2 separate regions of the Mus musculus genome follow, and region 1 is linked to region 2. Evidence: chromatin contacts called from public promoter capture Hi-C data. All regions are on one chromosome and are shown on one strand. Each heading gives the region's core, a stretch centred on a gene start, on an enhancer-like site or on the middle of the called end of the contact. The rest is flanking DNA. Distances are from core to core; before and after follow the strand shown.

The links. Promoter capture Hi-C pulls out the DNA fragments that hold promoters and counts their contacts.
Region 1: a promoter capture Hi-C map of hippocampal neurons shows a contact between it and region 2, with 2.6 times the contacts expected there. The contact joins the promoter of Zfp647 here to the enhancer-like site in region 2. A contact is called at or near these places in 7 of 39 promoter capture datasets (3T3-L1-derived adipocytes, cranial neural crest, embryonic stem cells and 4 more), 2 of 15 datasets of contacts at CTCF or cohesin (the NIH/3T3 cell line and embryonic stem cells), 5 of 484 Hi-C or Micro-C datasets (cortical neurons, embryonic stem cells, myocytes and 1 more), 3 of 115 datasets of contacts at active chromatin or transcription factors (all in embryonic stem cells) and 3 of 9 other capture datasets (adipose tissue, embryonic stem cells and pancreatic islet).

Annotation. Positions count from the first base shown.
Region 1 is chr15:76,923,527-76,929,726 of GRCm38.p6, forward strand. It overlaps Zfp647 (zinc finger protein 647), which reads right to left and starts at 1,922. Exons shown (of 5, transcript NM_172817.3): 1 at 1,850-1,922.
Region 2 is chr15:76,994,688-77,001,430 of GRCm38.p6, forward strand. Gm35933 (a long non-coding RNA gene) reads left to right here. Exons shown (of 3, transcript XR_384211.4): 3 at 1,843-2,303. Among named protein-coding and RNA genes, the nearest start is that of Gm35933, 10 kb to the left of the region's middle. Within about 2 kb of position 4,409, at least 32 of the 459 cell types and tissues checked have an H3K27ac peak or open chromatin away from gene starts, as enhancers often do. A contact at or near this core is called in hippocampal neurons, where this site is marked.

The DNA.
Region 1 (6,200 bases), core at 672-3,171, 74 kb before region 2:
TCATCCCTTATCTACATAAATTCCATATAGAATCAGTACTCTACAAGTACCAGACAAAATCGGATTATTTAGAAAAATAATCTTGAAGTAAGGAAGCCCCTTAAAACACAGCAAGAAGCCAAAATACTGTAATGGGAAATATTTTGCCCATAAAACAAAACCAATACCAAGATCCTTCTAGTTGTAAAATAAGTAAATAAAATCAAAGAAGACACTTTCTCAATGGAGTAAAAAACAGACAAACAAACAAGAAAGCAAAAAAAAAAAAAAAAAAAAAACCCATAGGGAAGTGTGTTTTTAACATACAGAAAAAGAATACAAGCTGGTGGTCAATCTGACCAGGAATGCAAACAGCTAAAAGACAAACGCAGAGGTGGAAATTGAAACATCTGTATGGCAAGAAAGCCCCAGGGACTGGTCACCTATATGGTGGTAAGGTGGCTTATTAGCTCTAACCTGTTAGTCCCATTCCACTTCTCTGTGTCCCCTACAAGGAAATCCCCAGTGTGCAAAATATCAGAACTAATGTCCACCCAGCTTTAAGTATCTCTATAGTGGAGCTCAGGGGAACCTTCCTTTTATGTTAGTGACAGGAATGTCCACACGCATTAGTAGGAGTGCCTGATTCCAATCATTCTAGAGAGCTCCACAGGAAACTGCTTCTAGTGTCACTATGCATTCACTATGTCAGGATGCTAGGCAGAGTAACATTTAAAAGAACTACTGTGGGCTGGGGAGATGGGCCAGTGGGCATGACATCCAATGTCCTTCTCTGGCCTTAGAGAATACAGCTGTGCCCATACTTCATCGCCCACATACAAGGGAGCTATTATTGTATACAATTTTCCTGTGTGTGCGTGCGTACCTACACATCAGCAAGCACATAGAGGCCAGCAGACAACCTTAGGTGTTATTCCTTAGAAACCTTTCACCATTGGGGGGGGGGGGGGCGGGGGCGGGGAAATACGGTCTCTTACTGGCCTGGAACTCACCAAGTAAGCTACTAAGCGGCAGAGATGGGGATGGCAGCACTCATCAGCACATCCAGATTCAGGTGTCTAACTGAGCCATACATGTGGAGGCTGGAGGGATGGCTCAGCGGTTAAGAGCACACGTTTTTTTCCCCCGTCTAGGACCCACACTTGATTCCCAGCACCCACATGGCGGCTCACAGCCAATTCCAGGGAACCCGATGCCCTCTTCTGGCCTCCGTTGGCACCAGGCATGCACATGATATACAGTACAGATACACACGCAGGCAAAGCACATAAATACATATAAAAAAATTAAACAAGAAAATGCCACGTTAGAGAAGTTGTCATCCATTAAAAGGGGCCTTTGCAAAGTAACAAGAGAGCAACAGCAGAAAAATAAAACAAATCCAAGAAGAAGCTGGGCTAATGGGGAGCAGAGCGGAGCACCTTCAGTTTGACAAGAAATGTCCTTCGCTGCTGAGGATGCATGGGACTTAAAATGCTGTATGGTGGCCCTGACTGTAGTCCGGGTTATGGGAGAGGATCGTGCGAACCCAGGACTTCCAGGGCAGTCTGGGACGCGGTTATTTCACCAGACAAAACCTCATCCACTGCCCAAGCCAAACCAAATTAACCAACCAGTAGGAAACCGTATGCACATCAGAACCGTCTGAACTCCGGACCGGGCTAGCGGGAGCCACCGCGAAGGGTCCCGGGGAGGGGCCTGGAGGGTTCGAGGGACCGGAGGGTGCAGCCTGGGTCAGCAGCCCGGCCGCAGCCATCCATCGGGGGGAAGGGCTGGCATACGCGAGGGCGCGGAGCTTTGGGTGCGGATGAAGGAGAGGGTCCCGCGCAGCCGACAGAGCGCCACTCACCATCTGCCGCAACCTCTCGCCCTGTGGCGGCAGCTTCGGCTCCCTAAGACAAAGGGGCCGTCCCGCCCCGTCTGCGCAGTCGTCAATCTCAGGGGACCCCGCCCCTAGGTCCCCACCCCCAACCCCCACCCCAAGTCCCGGACCGGGACGCGGGAGGATCGGATGGCCGTCCGCCTCCAGCTCTTCTTGCAGGACTTGATGCCCTGCGCCCCGGGGCCACCGAGAGCGTAGGCCTCCGCTGTGCCTAGAGAGACCGCGTGCTGACCCGGACCGCGCCTGCTCTTTGAGGCTGTAGCGGAAGCGGCGGCCGCAGTCCCTACAAATCCGAGTGCCTCCCGGCCTCGCCCCCTCCCTGCCGCCCCTCTTCTCCCGAGGGCCTTCGGTCACTTCCGCCAAGATCTGTGCTTGCCCTCTAGCGATTTCCCTGGTGGCCAGGCAGCCTGGACCACTGGTCTCGAGACCCATCAGGCTGACTCGGGCTGCTTGGGTTTAGTTTACAGTGTAGTGTGTGTTCAACTTCTTAAGGGACGGCCAGTCTGTCTTGTGTCCTCATCAACACATTCCCTAGACTAGCAGTGTATGACAGTTCCAATTGTTGTTTGTATTTGCCCACACTTGGTGTAAGCAGGCTTTTAGAAATTTAGTTATTCGGGGCTGGAGAGAGGCTCAGCGGTTAAGAGCATTAACTGCTCTTCTAGAGGTCCTGAGTTCAATTCCCAGCAACCTCATGGTGGCTCACAACCATCTGTAATGGGATCTGATGCCCTCTGCTGGTGTGTCTGAAGACAACTACAGTGTACTCACATACATGAAATAAATCTTTAAAAAAAATTGAGTTATTCCAGGGCTAGAGGAATGTACAACAGACTGGGTGTTTGACAAACGTGCACGAGGCTGAGTTTAATCACTCGTATCCATGTGAAAAGGCTGGGTGTAATAGTGCTTGCTTAGAACCCCAGCACAGGGGAGGCGGAACAAGGCCGAGCTGTGTAGGGCTCTCTGGCCAGCCAGTCTAGAGTCACTGGCAAGCTTCAGGTTCTGACCTGTTGAGAAGCCCTTTCAAAAGATAAAACAACAAAATACCGTGGTGCGCAGCTCCTCAGACTGACCCTTAGTGGCCCTGTATGCACACATATTCTCTGCTGGAAATTAAAGTCAGGGACTCTAGTATAAGCATATAGTATCTCAGTAGCACTCGATCCTACCCTCCGTTATGGCTTCAATTTTTATTTCTCTAATTGTAGTGGTTACGTGTCTTCTGTTACAAAATACTGGCAGAGGCAGAGGAGGCAGAGGCAGAGTCAGAGGGCCAATCTCTGTGAGTTTGGGGCCAGCCTGGTCTATAGAACAAATTCCAGGACAGCTGAGGCTACACACAAAGCATGGGGCTGGAGGAGGAAATGTCTGGGAGATAGGGAGCAAGAACAGCTCTTGTGGATCAGGGTGATGGAGCCTCCAGGTTTTTGTTCTTGGATTTTTAAAGTGTGTGTGCCCCAGAGGGGGCCAGGTTTTTTTGTTTTTGTTTTTTCGAGACAGGATTTCTCTGTATATCACTGGCTGTCCTGGAACTCACTTTGTAGACCAGGCTGACCTCGAACTCAGAAATCCACCTGCCTCTGCCTCCCAAGTGCCTGGCTGTTTTTTTTTTTTTTAAAGATTTATTATTTATTATATATAAGTACACTGTAGCTGTCTTCAGACACACCAGAAGAGAGTGTCAGATCTCGTAACCACTGAGCCATCTCACCAGTCCCCGAGGCAGCTAGTTTTAAAGCAGTCACAATATAGAGAGGCCACGGATGTCCACGAGACATGAGGGAAGGGGGGGGGGCTAAAAATATTTTGGAGGGTATGGATATATACATCATTGATACAGTTGAGCTCTCTGGGGAGAGTCAGGCATGTCTCTCTCTACATGGGTCCAAAATTGCTTGAAAGAACAAAGAGACCTTGACTAAGGTAGTCTGATGGCTGATCTTCTCGCCTTCATGGGAACCAATCTCTGGGCATGTCTGTAAGGAATTGCCTAGATTAAGTTGAGGTGGGCTGACCCGCCCTAAATGTGTTTCATGAGTTAGATTCTTGACTGAATGAGGAGGGCTGAACCGAGTCTGAGCATGCATGGCTGTCCTCTCTGCGACTGCAGATGCAATGTGACCAGCTGCCTCAAACGCATGCATACATCTTCCCACCATCGTGGACTGTACCTGGCCTTTGAACCACAGGAAACCCTTTTTAAGTTTCCTTTGCCATGCGCTTGTCAAAGCAATGGCAGCCAACTAAAACAACCATCTGCACGGCTGTTTCTAAGACTGGACCAGAGGGTCTTATGGCTTCACTGGTTAGGAAAGCCAAAGGAAGAGCGCCCAGGCTTTCTTATCAGAAAAGGCTTTCTGGTCTACATGTGGGCTCACAAAGAGAAGGCAGTCTGAGGCTAACGCCTCCATTAAACATGGAGTCAGGGAGGCTGGAGAGGAGACTCAGTGGTTAGGAGCACTGGATCTGCCAAGTAAACAGTTCAGGTACCAGCACTTCCATATAAGTACACAACCTGTAACTCCAATTCCAGGGATCTGCCGCCCTCTTCTGGTCTTCTATGGGTACTGCATGCAGGTGGTGTACAGATATACATGCAGTCAAAACTCATAAAAGTAAAATATTGATTAAAAAAAAAGCTGAGATAGCTAAGTGGGATGGCTCAGCATTAAGAGCATTCATATCTCTTCCAGAAGATTTGAGTTTGATTCCCAGTACTTATGTCAGGCACCTCACAACTGCCTGTAACTTCCACTCCAGGGGGATCCAACTCCTTTGGTCTCTGTGGGTACCTGCACTCAATCACTCTCTCTCTCTCTCTCTCTCTCTCTCTCTCTCTCTCTCTCTCTCTCACACACACACACACACACACACACACACACACACACACACACACACACATACACACACACATGCACACTCAGAATTTAAAAATTGAGCCTCCTGGCATGGTGGCGCACGCCTTTAATCCCTGGCACTTGGGAGGCAGAGACAGGTGGATTTCTGAGTTCGAGGCCAGCCTGGTCTATAGAGTGAGTTCCAGGACAGCCAGGGACATACAGAGAAACCCTGTCTCGAAAAACCAACCAACTAAACCAAACCAAATGAACAAACAAAACCCACCACCACCACGGCCGCCACCAATTGAGCCACACTGTTCATTGTAGTTCAGCTCACATTTAACTGCTAACCCGTCACTAACTGAATTTGAATTTGCTTAGTGTCCAGAATTTCATATAAATGAATATCGGAGCTGGAGGGATGGCTCAGCAGTTAACAGTACCAGCTGCTCTTCTAGAAGAGCCAGGTTTGAGTACCAGCATCCACATGGTGGCTCATAACTGTCTGTAACTCCAATTTCAAGTGATCTGTTACTCTCTTCTGGCCTCTATAGGCACCAGGCATGTGGTGGTGCCATCCCTGGGTTGGTGGTCCTGGGTTCTTTAAGAAAGCAGGCTGAGCAAGCCAGCAAACAGCACTCCTCCACAGCCTCTGCATCTGCTCCTGCTCTGACTTCCTTCAGTGATGGACTACAATGTGGAAGTGTAAACCAAATAAACTCTTTCCTCCTCAACTCACTTTTAGTCGTGGTGATTCGTCATATCCCTAGAGACCCTGACTAGTACAAGAGTCTCACTCTACAGTCCAGACTGGCTTTGAACTCAGCAGTAACCTGCTTGCCTCCGCCTTTTGAGTGTTGAGACTATTGACATAAGCCGCCATGCTCAGCCTCAGAAATTTTTTTTTTTTAAGATTTATTTATTATTATAGATAAGTACATTGTAGCTGACTTCAGACACACCAGAAGAGGGCATCACATCTCATTACGGGTGGTTGTGAGGCACCATGTGGTTGCAGGGATTTGAACTCAGGACCTTTGGAAGAACAGTCAGTGCTCTTACCCGCTGAGCTATCTCACCAGCTCCCAAGCCTCAGAAATCTTAATCAAGTTATAAAGAGTAAGCATCCCTGGGGCTAGAGATGGCTCAGTAAGTAAAGATGCTCTCCAAAAGTGTGTCAAACGTGAGCTAAACCCCCAGAACTCATGGTAGAAGAGAACTGATCCCCGCAAGTTGTCCTGACTCCAACACATGTGCTTTGGTGGTATGTGCCCGCCTCCCATCCCCAAACAGGTACATTGTAATGAGAGTAACATTGCTAGGAAAAAACAAAACCAAACACTTCAGACTTCCTGGTGAAGGCACGTCTCTTTGAGGGTTTCTACTTAAGTTATCAGGAAACACAGGACAAACCTGAGGTGAAGGACGTTCTACAGTAACTGGAAGTGTGCTCCAAACATGTCAATATTGGGAAA
Region 2 (6,743 bases), core at 3,159-5,658:
GCTGTGTGTCTGGGTGTGTCATGGGCCCTGGAACAAAGAGGAGGCTGGAACTTGAACGTCACTGGCTCTTGCCATCTGCTGAGCACAGGGGCATGTTGTCCTTTGTGGGGAGGGGCTCTCAGAGGATGTCCCATGTCCCTGGCCAGTTGAAGCTAGCTTGGTTCTGGGGTCACTCTCTGAAATCCCTCAAGTGCAGGTAACCATGGTCTAGGTCTGCATTGCTACCCTTTTCCCCTCTATGCTCCCTCCCCCTACGTCTTCCTGGACTCAGGCCTCAGCATCTTCCTGATGACCCTCTGATATCCCAGCAGGGACAGCCATGGACTTTACACCTGTCCTGCCCCTTATCTATGTATGCCATATATATGTGTTTGTGTGTGTATGTGTATATATGTGTATATATGTGCATGTGTATATGTGTGTATGTGTATATGTGCGTATATGTGTATATGCATGTGTATATATGTATATGCGTGTGTATTTATGTATGTGTATGTGTATATGTGTGTGTGTGTGTGTGTGTGTGTGTGTGTGTGTGTGTGTGTGTATCTCCTGGCCCTGGTGTACACTCTGTTCTACCATCTCTTCCCAGAAGAGGCCAAGAGTCCCTAGTGTGTCCCATCTCTGTTAACCTTTCCTACCTTTCCCAGCTCTGGTCATGATCCTCACATGTAATGCTTACCCCCTTTAAAAAATATTTGTAGAGGAGCTGGAGATGGCTCAGTGGTTAAGAGCACTGACTGGTCTTCTGAAGGTCCTGAGTTCAAATCCCAGCAACTGCATGGTGGCTCACAACCATCCGTAATGAGATCTGATGTCCTCTTCTGGTGTGTCTGAAGACAGCTACAATGTACTTACTTATCGAAGCAAGCGGGGTTGACTGGAGCAAACAGAGGTCCTAAATTCAATTCCCAGCAACCACATGAAGGCTCACAACCATCTGTACAGCTACAGTGTACTCATATACATAAAATAAATCTTTAAAAAATTTGTAGATTCATAATGAGATAAGTGGGGGTGGTGGTGGTACCCAAATCTAAGCATGACTAACTCATGTGACCTATGCACCTCATACATTGCCTGACATTTCCCGTGTATGTGTGTGCACACACTCATGCATATACAAGCAGATATGTATTTTGCACACGTGGAAGGCAAAGTATAGCCCCTACGTGGTGTTTCTCCAGCACACTGGTTCCTCACCCACTTTTTGGGGGGGGTTGGTAGGGTCTCTCTATGTAGTCCTGGCTGTCTTACAGCTCCATATGTATACCAGGCTAGCTCTGAGTCTCAGAGACCCACCTGCTTCTGCCTCCTAAGTGTTCCCTTTATTTTTTGAGATGGTCTCTCACTAGCCTGGAGCTGGTCAAGTGGCCTGTGAGCCCCAGTGACCTGCCCGTCTCTGGGCTGAGATCACAAGTGAGCACCACCTCGCCTGGTTGCTTCATGTGGCCTCTGGGCTGGAGCGCCGAGCCTCGTGTTTGCCAGGATGCGCATCCTACCAACTGAGCCACACCCCCAGCTCTGTGCAGTACTTTTAATCTACATGTTTTATACTTCCTGAGACAAGATCTCTCTTTTTTTCTGCAGCCCACGCTAGTTCCAGAACTCACAATTCTGCTTCCGTGCCTCCAGTGCTGGAGGGGAGGTGGGCTTACAGGTGTGGGGCATCACACACTCCCAGGTTCCTGTTTGCTTCTCTGACCGTTTACATCCAGGTTCATATTTGCAAACTTCTCTGACTCTTCTCACCAGGTCAGGTGTGGCACTGCTGCTGGTGCTATCATGTTGGTGTTAAGATTTTCTTAGACTTTGGGGCATTCTTGTGGTTCTGACTTTTAGACTGGAGACATTGTGCTGGCCCTGCATCTGGAGTCTGCCCACCTCACCTGGACTTCGGCTTCCTAGGCTGTGAGTACACTCACAGTGCCCCACCAACTCTGTTTTTCGAAGAAATGCCATTTTGTGCGAGACCACGGGCTAAATTCCAATTCCAGGAAGAAAATCACAAACTCCACCTAGGCAAACACCCTATAACTTTCCCTCACCCCTTTAGCAACAGCCAGGCTACAATGGCAGGACCAAGTACATACAGGTAACCTAAGAGATCCTGCAGAGAACTGATAGCCTAACCATCCTATTTGTCAGGTGGTTCTGCCCACGTATTCAGTTCCTGCAGATTAAGTCGGAAATGCAGCTTTTAAAAATATTAACTTGCTGACCTGTATGGAAAATCTCCAAGCTTTCTGTAACCACAATAAAAAGCCTGCACCGCCTAGACTTGGGGCTCTCACTCTGACCCTCTGTGACAGGGACAGTGAAACACCTTGCTTGGGACCTTGTAATAAAAGACCCTGTGTGTTTGCATTTGAACTGGCTCCTCGGTGGTCTTTGGGGGTCCCTGCAACTTGGACATAACAGTGAAACGCAGAGCAAAGTCTTTCTGTCTGGCTTTCTTTTAGCAAAGCCTTTGCTATGTTTGGGTCGATCAATAGAGGCTGAGACGTTGCTTTGAGACTGTTTGAACCTTGAAGCAATGCTGTCTTTCTAGAGAATCTGCCCTTGGAGCTATGTGAGAACATGCAGCTGTACTGACCTTGGTACAAAGTCACTCCTGGCAAACCCAGAGTTCTTTCTTTTGATTATGGCTAGCCCTATTCAAAAGGGACCGAGATTTGTGTGAATTGTTATAGGGGCCCAGTAATCGCCTCCCAAGCCACACTAACACCCATCTCAGTCAGGCAGGGATAGTTTATTGAGAATGTGCCCCAGGGCTGGTTGATCAGATTCATGGTCCAGATTCGGGAATTGAACCATGACCCCAAGTTAAGGTCCTACAGGGCTTTTTAAAGCGTGAGATCTACAAACATCTGTGTCAAGTTGTCCCACCAATCAGGATTTAGGGATAAGGATTTCCTTAGGAACAAGTCTTTGTTGTATATTTATCCTGCTCCCATTGGTTGGGGTATTCAACTGTGGCAGGGGGCTTGCCTTGTCTAACATTCATGCCTTGCTAACCAGGATGTCAGTTATCCACATACATGTCTCTTTCTGCCAAGTAGGATGTCTGTTCCCAGGGAGGTCTTGGGAACTTAAACTTTACGTGACCGTGACTCAAAATGGACGCCTTATTCCACATAGTCTCTTATATCGGTGCAGGTGTCTCTCTTATGTTAAGGTCTACCCCAGGGGCAGCTTCTACCGTAAAAACGTATACACAAGTGCAGGAATTGCTGCTGGGTGGTTGACTGGGGTCAAGCCTATTGTGGGTACAAGCAGTTCCACTGACTTCCATCCTGATTGGTTTTCAAGGACACAGAACATAACAGAACATGTAATCAACTTGGCATTAGAAACTTCCCTAGTAACAGCAGAAAAATATGAGAACATTTCCTTATAATGGTAGGCTAGCCATGTAACAGTTACCTGGGCCTTAACATTTTACCTAGGCCTTAACATTCTATCTAGGGCCTTAATAATTTACCTAGGCCTTAATAGTTGTCTGCTCACACTGGAAGCAAGGGCAAGATAACTTTGGCAGCTGGAATCTTTCCCAGCCCCAATTAACCTTGTATAATGTTTGAATAAAATAACCGGAGTGAGCTACTTGGGTGTCAGTCTTTCCCAAGAAGGCTGAACTCCTCTGCTCCTTTGGAAACGAAGTCTTAGCATTTTGGTGAGCTTCTCTCTCTACTGCAGCACCTATGACCAACATCAATCAATATGCTCACTATTGCAATATCAGCACTGGATCTGAACCAGTAGGCTCAGCAGGTATGTGTTGGAATTGGGATGGAATGAATCCAAATGCATGGTATGGAAAAGATCCTGGCCTCTGCCTCTCAAGCCCCAAGAGACCCTTCCATATAGTTAGTTCCTCATGTTGTGCCGACCCTCAGCCATAAAATTATTTCATTGTTACTTCATAACTAAATCTGTTACTGTTATGAATCATCATGTGAAGACCTGATATGCAGAATATCAGATATGCTTACCCCACCCCACCCCAAAGGGGTCGTGACCCACAGGTTGAGAGCCAGTGCCCTGGAGTCTCCTAATGGATGCTGCCGGCCGGCCGGCTTAGGGATTCCCGCAGGCTCTTTTCCATTGTAGGGGGAAAGGAGCTGAAAGTCTTCAGAGTCAGTGGCACTGGGGACTTTACATACATACTCCTGTCACCTTCACGGTCCCAGGAGGTCAGAACAATTGTCCCCTTTGAGAGTGGAAAAGCAGTTTGTGACCGGGGGACATGAGGTGCCTCTGTTTTCCCAGTGTGCTCAAAGCCACTGTAAGCTGGGGCTGCAGCCGCCGGGAGCTGGCTGCCAGGAGGGAGGGTTGCCAGACAGCCAAGAGTAGCTCCTGCCCTCCCCGACTCCCCGCCCATGCCACCCTCGGGCATCCCTTGTGCCCTAAGGGAGCAGAGACTGTGGGGGCGCTGTGCAGGGAAGCTTGGTTGCTTCTCCCCGTGGCGGGCTGGGATGAGGAATCGGGATCGTGCGGTGATGCACAACTATCCCTGAAGATCTCTGGAGGCTCAGGAGCCCTCAGACTGGGAGTGCCACACAGAAGCCCCTGGGGTTTGAAATATCAAGGGAGCTCAGTGACCAGATAGGACAGGAATAAAATCTAGACCACTGTGTGCCAGAGCGGGGCATGGGAACAAGTAAGGTCCGGGCCCCTGTGAGAACCAATCGCTGCTGCCCGCCTCAGGACACTTGGATACAGTCCAGTCTCTCCTGGCCGATTGGCCGCAGGCCAGTTCTTTACCTCTCTGAGCCTTACTTATTCCCCCCTCCCCTTGATGTGACTGGCTGTCCTTTGATCTGAGAGACGGCCATCTTGGGCCGTTCAGCTGTGTCTCCTTGCCTGAGATTATTCCGGGCAGGCTTGCTGATAGTTTAGACCCTCGACCCCCACCTTCGGACTCACAGCTTCCAACTGCTCCTCCCTACTGACGGACAACTCTATGTGGGGCCTTGGGGAAGGGTTAGAGTATGTAAAAAGAAATAGAGTATGATCCCTGGGGTTACATGCGTGTGGGGGAAGACTCGAGTGGAGCCACGTGGGAAAACCTCATCCCTGCTAGGTAACGCTTTTCAGGTGCAGTGCTTGTGGGAGGAGTATTATATACAGGTAAGGAATTCCCTTACCTAGGCTCAGGAAAGATGCCCAATTAAGTCTTCGGTTCCTTGGAATGAACTTGGTGGAATTGTGCCTTGGTTTGTCGTTGGGACCTTAGGAGAAAGGGTAGATGTTGCTTAAGTCTTCCCAGGGGAAGGAATTTTAGCAACACCTATTTTAACAGATTGTTTTGGTTGAGGATGAGTAGAAAGAGTGTTCCAGCACTAGCATCATGTCTGTATTTGGCCCTCCACGCAACCCTGTGTCCGGCTGAGAAACTGTGGCTATGAGAGCTTAGGTCTCCTGAGCAAGGTCATACGGCTTTCAAAGTCATAGAACCAGGATTTAACCCAGACAGTAGAGCTCCCAAATCCCTGAGCCCAATTGTGCTGAGTACATTCATGTGCTACTTAGTTTGTAATGCATGGCCCATTAAATAGATGGGAAAACTGAGGGACATACCAGAGCACATAGCAGGCAGGTAATAGACACAGCTCTTGCTCTGCAGGGCTACACCTCTTTGCTGGATGTCTTATGTCCTTGCATCCAAAGCAAGAAGTGGGGTGACCACCCATGACCTACAATTCCTAGTCAGTAGATCTGCTGAGCAACTGCAAGCCTGGGAAGGGTAGAAGGGTGAAGGGTGGATGGGTTTGTAGATGGGTTAACCAATGGTTAGATGGATGGGTGGGAAGGCAGACAGATGGATGAATAGGTGGGTGGTTGTGAGTAGACTGGCAACAGACAGATGTAGATGGATGAAAGAGAGAGCAGATAGGAATAATGGCGGAGGATTAGATTAGTGTGTAGCTGGGTGGACATGGGTGGAGGGTCTATGGGGGAGAAGGATGTATGGATCAAAAGGCAGATAGAGGGATGGACAGATAGAAGGCTAGGTGGTGCTGGGTGGGGATGCAACTGAAGTTGCAAGTTGACAATGACAATGTGATGGTTTGAATAGGAATGGCCCCTATAGACTCATGCGTTTGAATGCTTAGTTCACAGGGAGTGTTACTATTTGGAGGTGTAGCCTTGTTGGAAGAAGTGTCACTGTGGGGATAGACTTTGAGGTCTCATTTGCTCAAGCTATTCCCAGTATGGCACACAGTCCCTTCTGCTGCCTGCAGATCAAGATGTAGAGCTCGCATCTCCTTCTCTAATACCATGACTATCTGTCTGCACACTGCCATGATGATAATGGACTAAGCTGCTTAAACTGTAAGCCAGCCCCAATTAAATGTTTTTTCTTTATAAGAATTGCCACAGTCATGGTGTCTCTTCAAAGCAATAGAAACCCTAAGACAGACAGCCACAGGACTTCCAGGAACATTCACGAAGTATGAAAGAGAGATGCCATGTGCTCTGGTACGTCCCTAGCCCTTAGGGCTACGATGGAACATGGTAATGCATAGTCATAGCCCTTCAGCCCTGTATCCCAGCATCCAAACTCTGTAAAAAGCTTCATGGGGCAGATCCAAGCCTAAGAACCGTCATCACAACCTTCCCTCCTACACCTAGACTGTAGACATGTCCCCCCTACACCTAGACTGTAGACATGTCCCACTACACCTAGACTGTAGACATGTCCCACTACACCTAGACTGTAGACATGTCCCACTACA